2 separate regions of the Anser cygnoides genome follow, and region 1 is linked to region 2. Evidence: chromatin contacts called from public Hi-C data. All regions are on one chromosome and are shown on one strand. The core of a region is the stretch at or near the end of the contact, and the rest is flanking DNA. Distances in the headings are between cores, read along the strand shown. Region 1 overlaps MED14 (mediator complex subunit 14). Region 2 holds the start of RPL8 (ribosomal protein L8).

Region 1 (4,533 bases), core at 491-2,990, 210 kb after region 2:
TTGAAATAGTTTCAAATCCAGACTTCCCTGGAGGTCACTGGAATTTGCAAGTTGCAACCACCGGTTATTGTGAACCCCTTCTATCATCGTTGTGTTAGCTGAACTTGTAAATTATTGTGAACTCCTCCCTGTATTAGGCTACGACAGCAGGTAGTAGCCACACTGTAAAGTGTGCCAGCAGGCAGAGGGCACGTCCCAGCATGGAGGGAGCGCGAGTAGCGCGCTTCCTTGCCTGCTTGTTAGAATTAAGCCCTGCCTGTTGCTCTGCTGTTGCGTGTGATGCTAACATGTCTTTTTTCCCTGTTCCAGGTGAATGCACAATATTTGCAGCCGTTCGGGATTTGATGGTTAATCTTACGCTGCCCCCTGGTGGGCGTCCATAGACACTTTTAAAAGAAGGCTGAAAATGAGACAAAACAGCAAAAAAAAAAAAATCTCTCTGAAATTAAGCCTTCAATTAAAAGAGGACGTTCTAATTTTACTTTTTTTAAGAGCTAACTAATAAACTGGCAAACTTTCAGGGATGCACTTTCATCAAAATGAGTATCACCACGACTTTTGTATAGTGCTGTTGTATAGTGTGTTTTAATGGGAGACACTTCAGACTAGGTAATAGATTGAAGTATCAGCTTGCTGGTAATAGATTTAATATTCTGTTTTATACTATACAGAGTATGAAAATGCCAAACTTGTTTGTTTTTTGTTTTTCTTATGTTTTGGTGTAATAGTCTTTTTTTAAGGCAGGTCTGTCATTTTTGAATACTGTAAAACTGTGACAAACTTTATATTGAAGCTGTATTTTAATATGACTGCTTTGAATCCTTAAACAATTTATTTGGGCTTGTTGTAAACATGTCCCCAAAAAGCAATATTTAATAAACTGGATTTAAAAAATATTCTTAAACTGGATGTTGTATAATCTTAACCGTTATTCCTTTTCTGCTGTAGTTGCTGGCCAGATCTCTTGTACTCACCTACATGGCTATCTCTATATGTGACCCCACTTCCCCCATAAGCTGCTAATTTAATATATATATATATATGTATTTATCCTATGGTTTTGGTTGCTTCTAAGCCTTCAGAAAACAATGTTTATTCATTCTTGTTCATTCTTATTGTATAAGTATCCAGTAATTACTTAGTGCTTCATTTCCTACGTTTGTAAGGAACTGCATTTGTTCTGTCCCCAAAGTCATGTTTAGTGATAGGAAGCACCTTTTTTCACCTGTTTATAGAGCCCTCAGACACCTCAATAATAATAGGAGAAGTTATTAATCTTATTGTAAAGGCAGGTAAGGTAGAAGCTTGAATGTATGCCACGAAATTGGAGAGGACGATCCAAAAAAGCTGAAGATGACCAAGAAAATAACCATAGAAACAATCTCACGCTTACTCTTTGAATTGGATGTGGGTAACTTTGTGAGTGGTGACTGATGGCTGCTGTTGTAATCAGAGAAAATTTCTGTCCTTTAGAATTAGTCTGTCATTTGATCATTTGTCTTCATGGATTAGTATGCTCAAATACTAAGCAGAAGGATGTTTCAAACTAATTTTAAAAATCTTTTTGGGGTTGTATTCTAGCTTACCTTGCTAGATTTGAGGCTCCTATTGCCCCTACGACCGTCACAAGGCTTCTTTCTTTATTCTTGAATGAGTCTGTCAAGGCTCTTACGTTATTTACAATCATTTCATTGGATTCTGCTTCAGACTGCAGCCTTGAGCCCGTGGTTTTGAGTGTTGGTACTCTATCAGTAAGTACTGTTCTAGCTTGGTTGTATCTAACAGGTGATTACAGTTTGTTTCTGAAACACAAAACTTATCCACTGGAGTGAAAACCCTGGCAATCTTTAAATGTTGTTTCTGCTAATCAGTTGGGAAAGGTTTTGTAGTTCTGTCTTTCTCAACTAAACCAATGCCATCAGATTGAGAGGTGGGTGTCTGAAAAAGACTGGATATTTTGCTGGAGATTTGGGCTGGGTTTGAGGTCTGAGCATTCCCAGGCCAAAACGAAGCTTTCTGCTATGCAGAGAAATGTCTGCTGTTGTTTGTGCACGTTGGCAGCTGAGTGTACTGGAGGACAAAGGCCCCACTGAACTTCAGCACTTGAAAATAAACGTGGGGGTGTCCCCACAGGGTGGCGAGAAAACAACGCATGTAAACTAGTGACAGGTGGTTATGAGGTGATATTCCCAACCTGAGACTGTGGGGAGATTAATGAATTTTCGTGGCTCTTTGTGTGTGTGTGTATATCTGTATATACACCACTTCTGTTAACGTGCACCACATCTGAAGCCTTTATCCTAAATAATTTCTGAAAGAAAAACACTACTAGAAAAAGGAAGCATTTCCCACAGCCCAGCAACAACTCAGTGCCTTTCAGAGAAGTAACCTTGGGTGTTTACAAATGTAGTTTTAATTTTCATTTTTCATGTGTTCAGTCTAGTTTTCTGGTAGCCAACCAAACGTTCAGATAAGGAGCTGAATCAAGGTGAGATTTGTTTGAATTCAGTTTAAATCGCTTGTTGTCCTTGTATGTTTGAGTGTCCTGCAGTTTGCCTCTGAGATTGCAAATGTTTTAACTGAGTTTTCAAAGACTGCAGGAAACAAGTTCTGATGGTGAGTATTTGAGACAAAACAAAGCTTCATAAAACCAGAAGCTGTTTTTCTTTCAGGAGCTTTAGTTTGTCTCTAAGCATGTGTTTCATCTATTAGTCGAAAGTTACTCCAGGTAGTGGGCATTTTAAAGCAAAATCTACGTGGAAAAATAGCTACTACAATGGACTACTGGGAGAATAATTTGGATCGTTTGCGTTAGATGTATGATTAAACTGTCAACAATGTCATTTCAGAAGTTGTGGTATGCCAGCTATTATTTTAGCTCAAGTGGTTATTGTTCTCGTTGCCCAAATTTTCCAGATACTTACAGAATTTCAAATGTTTTTAAGGTAAGAATGCGTTTCAAGAAATTAATGTGGAATTGAAATGTGTTAACTGCATAATATCTAGGCTGTAGTTTCAAAGCCGTGACTGTTGTATAACGCTGTCATAATGTGAGAGACGTGTACATAGGTTAAATTGCATTGACTTCAAATACGTGGGCCTTTTCCTAAGACATCCCTAGAGCAGCTGATGGTTCATGGGCTGGGTAGATCATAAGCAGTGTGCTTATTTTTGGGGAAGTGTTTTTAAGACCTCAAGCTCGTCTCCACAAACGCCACGAACTGAGGAAGCGGTGCTGCGGTGCCTGACTGTGTACTCCCAGCCCCGCACGTTCTTCCAGAGCAGTAATTAGCGTCTTTGGGAAATGACCCCTTGTAATAGATTTTAAAGGAAACGTCTGGCTGCTGCTGGGAGAGATAAGAGATGCTGAGTGAGGAAGGATTGTGCTGGGGGCTGTGAGGAGCAGCACAGCTGCAGACAGCTGCCATCGCGCAAGACAGCTGTGTCCCTGTGCACAGAATGGGGTTTGCAAAGGGGCCTCTGGGGGTGGCAATTCCCTTTAATTTCTGCAAACATCAATTCATCTTCTGTTCGTCTGAGACCTGGAATCATGCTCCTTGGGCCTAAAATCAGGTATGTAGAGATGCTCTCCACTACTGTGTTCGTCTCCTGCTGCAGATGGGTGCTTAAAGAACAAAAGGTTTGCTCCCCACCACCACCTCTTGCTGTCTGCAGGTTGGGCACAGTATGGCACAGGCCACTTGCAGCTGGTCAAACAAGGAAAGATTTAAGTCCGAAGGAAAAAACTGTTTATTCAGAGACACTGTTGGTGAGCAAACACAGCCCGTGGGCTTCTAGGCATCCTAAAAGAGGATTATTCAATTTGTTTCATTTACTTTAGATGACGTGCCCTTGAAGCATCAGTAGTACCTGCGGGCAGGCAGTGATGTTAGAGCGCACATCTGAAGCCCGAGGTGACCCGTGAGGGTTGTGCGCTCTGTAGGACGGTGTGGGCAGATGGCAGCCTGGGGACCCAGCAGCGCTCCTCAGGCCTCTCAGCTTCGGAAAGTCACAGAAGTGAGGCTGACCGGAGTATTGCCAAGGAGCCCTCTTTTCTTTCATGACACAGTGCTGTGCAGCCCTGCATTGCCCGAGATGTCTGTGGGCAGTGGCATCACCTCGGCAGCCCACTGGGAACGGGCAGCTGCTCTCCGTGTGCTGCTGAGATGCCGACCCCGAGCAGGCCACCGCAGGCTGCTGGGACAGTTAGCTGGGCACAGGGCGTCTGCGGCCCTGTGGTGGCACTGCTGCTTCTCCTCGAGGGCGAGGGGCTGCACTGAGCTTTGGAAAGGAGAGCTCCTGCTGCTGCTGTTTCTTCCTGGCTCCAGGAGCCTGGGAGGAAGACTCGAGACTTGCTGTGCGAGTTGAAGAAGGTGCCAGGGGGTTGACTGCTTGTACGGATATAAAAAAAGGTGAATGAGGGGGCTCTGCTTTGAGTTTAGTGGGGAATATTGGCCTGTTGGTGGCCTCCTGTCTTTAAGCTCAGATCCTTTGCAGGTAAATGTGCCCTAAGATTCTGTTCATAAAGTTAGC
Region 2 (4,647 bases), core at 783-3,282:
TAGTGACCTTGTTGAGACAAACCCTGTTTGGACAGTGTTTTTGATCGCAAATAGGTGTAAACTACTTCCTTGCATTTCTTCAGATCTGTCCGTATTTGAAGTTAATGCAAGTTAAACAAAATATTTAACTTTACTGTGAATTCAGTCCATACTTGGCTGGGTCAGGTAATATAATCCTCTCACTCCTTGATAATCAGTGTTTGGTCAAAGATGTCTCTTACAGCAGGAGAAATCAATTACAAAATTACACCGTCACTGATGCAGTTCTGACATCTATTTACATTTCTTCCCTGGGATGCCCAAACTCTGTTGAGGCTAGAAAATGGGGGAGGCTTTCAGTTTTGCATCCAGCTATGCACCCTAAGGAAAACGTGAGCCCATGCAGAGGTGAGGTCCAGATGCGTACCGTTCCCAGCCGCCTCCTGGTTTTCTCCGACAAAAAAACACTAAGAGCTGTTTTGAGCGATAGTGGAACTGCAACCCTGGGCATGCAGCATGCTCCGACCCAGAAAAAAAACACGTGGCAACACAGCCTGAGGAGTTGCAGTGATACACACGAGTAGTAACAGTTCAGCATTACCAGGAGGAAGGGCTAAAACTGCATCCCTTGAGATGGTGAGCCCAGAACTCTTCACAGCGTTGTGGTATGGACATCTCTAAAAATATTCAGAGTATTCAAAAAGGTGTGGGGAGGAACAAGGGACTGTTCTGGTTTCGGACTCACTGTCCATGTTGCAGCACTGCCTTAGCTGCTATATGTCTGACCAAGCCCGTGATATAATTGAAAGATTGCAACTTCCTGGTGATAGCAGTGCAAGACTGCACCATGAATTAAATAATAATAAAATGAATACAGGGTATAGTTGGTGCAGGATAATAAAATTAATGAGTGTACTAAATCATTACACAACCATGTCTCTTCTTGTGTAATTGATTACTAAGTCCTTAATTAATTTGCTACACAGAATGTGAAAGGGGAGTGACCAATGCAATCTGCTGGATTTATGGGTATTATTTGGAAATTCAGGTAGTTCCTTAAGGCTTGGACTCCTGTCAGATTTAGTAGCAAAAGCTAACAACACTACTGCCCCCACATCTAAGGCCAACAGGAACCGTAAATCAAAATCTCAAGTTAGTCACACTCTGCGTCAATGTAAACCAAAATCAGCAGCAGTTTGTGGTAGTATGTCAAGCTGTAATCTGTCAAACGGGGCTTCGGCTGAGCAGCTGGCACGCTGGCTGTGTGCTGGGGGAATGGCAACCTCCCGCAGGCAGCAGGCAGACAACGGGCTGTGCTGTCTTCAGCCACTGCGGTTAAATCTGACAGCGATCGTGAGTTGGAGCCCTCAGTATGTGGACATCCTGCCTGTAACTGGGGGTGTAACTCACGTTTGTCCTGACGATACTGATGTGGGAAAGCTTCGCTGTCAAGAAATTGGATGCTTAGGTTCAGTTTAAAGTGATTGCTTATGTGAGCCTACACTGCAGATTTGCCATGACCCAATCTCATGCAAAATAGCAGTAAAATAGAGCATCTGTAGCGAAAAGGTGAATTGGGTCAGCAGTGGCGATGTTTTTGGGAAGGAGAAGGGCTTGTGATGCTGAAGACCTAATGGGGTGTTAAAGGAGTTAAGGCACTTTCCATCGCACCTTTCAGGGCATGGCACAAACAGGTGAGGAGCACTAAGACAGTCGCCTCTGCTTTGCGGTATCTCCCAATTACGCCCTAACTAGTATTGGTAAAAATCTGACACAGGCAGCGTGAAGTGGCTGGAGGGTTTTTATTTTAAGTCACTTCCTAGCGTGAACAGCACAGTACAGAAACCTTAAAAAACAATGAATAAATAAATAATAATAAATAAAAAATAAAAATAAATAAAATAAAATAAAATAAAATAAAATAAAATAAAATAAAATAAAATAAAATAAAATAAAATAAAGTAAAATAAATAAAAAATCAGCCACCAGCCCCCTCCTGCACGCAGCAGGTTCAGCACCGATGACTCTTGGCCCCTCCCCCCTCCCCCCCCAGCCGCAGCCGGAACCGCCCGGTTGCCAGGCAGTGACGTCACCGCCGCGCGCCGGAAGGGCCTTGGCGCCGCGGTGACGTCAGCGCCTCCTCCTTTCCCAGCGAGGCCGCAGCGCAGGTAGGAGCGCGGCCGCCATCATCCGCCGCCATCCATCGCCGTCCGGCCCCGCCCGGCGCCATCGGGCCCTCGGCCGCCCGCCCCGGCACTGCCCGGGCCCTGCCCCATCCATCTCCCCGCGCGGGCGGGCCGGGCTGCGCCGCGGATGGCCGCGGGCCGCGCTGCGGCCTAGCCGGGCGTTAATGGCGCCGGGAGGGCCGAGGGGGGATGGGGGGGGGGGGGGGGGGGGGGAGGGAGGGGCGCTGCCCTGTCCTGCCAGGCGCTAACGGCCGGCACCGTCCCGCCGCCTCTGCCCGCAGGGCGCCATGGGCCGCGTCATCCGAGGCCAGAGGAAGGGCGCCGGGTCCGTGTTCCGCGCCCACGTCAAGCACAGGAAGGGCCCGGCCAAGCTCCGCGCCGTCGACTTCGCCGAGAGGCACGGCTACATCAAGGGCATCGTCAAGGTACGGCCGGGGGGGGGCTGCCCGCGGGGAGGCGGTGCGCGGCTAAAGGGGCCTGCGGGCAGCGGCGTTGGGTGGCCTGCGGCCCCCCCAAACCTCACTGTAAGGGATCTGCGGTTCTGTAGGTTGTGCTTAAAGCGGGTTCCTTGTTGTATAGCTTTCTGGTGCTTCGTTAAATCTGTTCCTTGAAACATGAAACTGCAAATCTATGGCTGCGTATCAATAGGAAAGTGGATAGCATGTAGGCAGCAGCACGGTTTTCTGTTAGAGCTTTGCTGATGTAGGAATATGAGCATGCTTCTGTGTCACCTAAAGACTTCTCTGTAATGCGTGAAACATGAGAGGGGAGTTGCCCTGATAGCAGGTTGCATCGTAAGAAAATAAAAAAAAAGCAATTATAAGCACAACCAATTGAAGCAAGGCAGTACTTCCACTTGGGCAGTGACCCAGTGTTTCAGGCAGCGTGCTGTAGCTGTTCTTCAGTTGTCAGTGACTGAGGCCCCAAGCAGTGGCACTGGGTACCTAGCTAGATGCCCCAAAACCTCGCCATTTCGTCATCCTTTCAGAACACGCTCATCTGCAGAGTGCAGGAAGGGTGGATTTTACACTTAAAGTAATTGAGGTTGATGAAAGAAGGAGGTAGGTAGCTTTGATTTAAACTTAAACACCTGAAGGTTTTGCCCAGTAGGACTGAAAAAAGTAGGAAACATGTTAATTGACACTAATGGAAATGGCTTTCCAAGATAATCTACACGTCTGAGGGGTTTCATCACTTCTCTGTAGCCTGTGCATGGTTGTGTGATGGAATCTGAATGTACAAAGATTTGTTCTAGATGGACAGACTTGACACTTTTCAGAGCAAAGAAGAAGCAATAAGTCTCTGCTTCCTCATTTGGGGGCTTAGATAATTTAGTATACTTAATATCAGCAGTTCAGAAACAATTCTGTGCTAAAAAAGACTTAGAGAAATCACTGCATTTGTCTAGCTCTGTCTCCACTGACAAATGCTAGCGTTTGGGTGATTCGTGGTGATGTTGGGCAGTTCAGTAACATCCTGTGGACAGGCCTGATACCTGCAGAACGTCAGGAACAAACCAGTTCGGATCTGGTCACTTTGAAGCAGCACACCTGGCCGGAGTCATTATTCTGCGCCGCGGATACTCGAGGGGGCGTTCTTACGAATGTGAATTTGTTTTCAACTTACTCACCCCAGGAGAAATCAAGGCTTCTCTGAGAAAGGGGTCTCCTCGTGAGAATTACCTTAATAGCGATCATCTTCAGTTTTTGTAACGCTTTGGTTTCTGCAGAACCCGTGGCAAATGCTGTGAGCTGCCCTAAAGCAGGTGTCTGTTCCAACAGGACATCATTCATGATCCTGGCCGAGGCGCTCCCCTTGCCAAGATTGCATTCCGTGACCCGTACAGGTTTAAGAAGAGAACCGAGCTGTTCATCGCTGCTGAGGGGATTCATACCGGGCAGTTCGTTTACTGCGGCAAGAAGGGTGAGTTAAGGCTGAAATCGCCTTGCCTGAGAGGTTTCAAGAAGCATGAAGCAGGTGTCAAGTGAACACAGAAAATTCAGGATGCTTAAGTGCAGTTGTGAGCCTTTACAAAGCAATAGTTGCCAGTTGCTTTAACCAAACATTTCACTCGTGGAGATTGAAGTCTCCTCACGTAGTTTTTTTCCTTATTACTGGCAGTTCTGTCAAGTGTTCGGATTGTTATGGTGCTTACGGGCACGTTCTGCCTGCCTTTGGGTTACGCTGAATGTTGAAACGTGGGTTTTAACTCAGATAACGGGAAGTGCCGCTGCCTGTTGCTGTGGTGGTTCGTGGCGCAGGGCCCCACGTTAAATAGCGCTGTAGTCTGAGTGCTGCCTGGCAGCCCGAGTGAAGCTGTCGCTGCTCTGTGGTTGCTCCTTGCAGCTCAGCTGAACATCGGCAATGTTCTGCCCGTCGGCACCATGCCCGAGGGCACCATCGTCTGCTGCCTCGAGGAGAAGCCCGGCGACCGTGGAAAGCTGGCCCGCGCTTCCGGCAACTACGCTACCGTTATCTCTCA

The links. Hi-C and Micro-C count contacts between places; a contact is called where the count stands out from the background.
Region 1: a contact with region 2 is called in a Hi-C map of liver, with 2.9 times the contacts expected there. The contact joins the enhancer-like site here to the promoter of RPL8 in region 2. A contact is called at or near these places in 3 of 7 Hi-C or Micro-C datasets (granulosa cells and liver).

Annotation. Positions count from the first base shown.
Region 1 is chr1:120,554,646-120,559,178 of Taihu_goose_T2T_genome, forward strand. It overlaps MED14 (mediator complex subunit 14), which reads left to right. Exons shown (of 31, transcript XM_013190909.3): 31 at 310-450. The coding sequence ends at 383. Among named protein-coding and RNA genes, the nearest start is that of ATP6AP2, 24 kb to the right of the region's middle. Within about 2 kb of position 1,741, at least 2 of the 3 cell types and tissues checked have open chromatin away from gene starts, as enhancers often do. A contact at or near this core is called in liver, where this site is marked.
Region 2 is chr1:120,341,501-120,346,147 of Taihu_goose_T2T_genome, forward strand. It overlaps RPL8 (ribosomal protein L8), which reads left to right and starts at 2,033. Exons shown (of 6, transcript XM_048065838.2): 1 at 2,033-2,147; 2 at 2,447-2,590; 3 at 3,947-4,088; 4 at 4,512-4,647. The coding sequence starts at 2,453.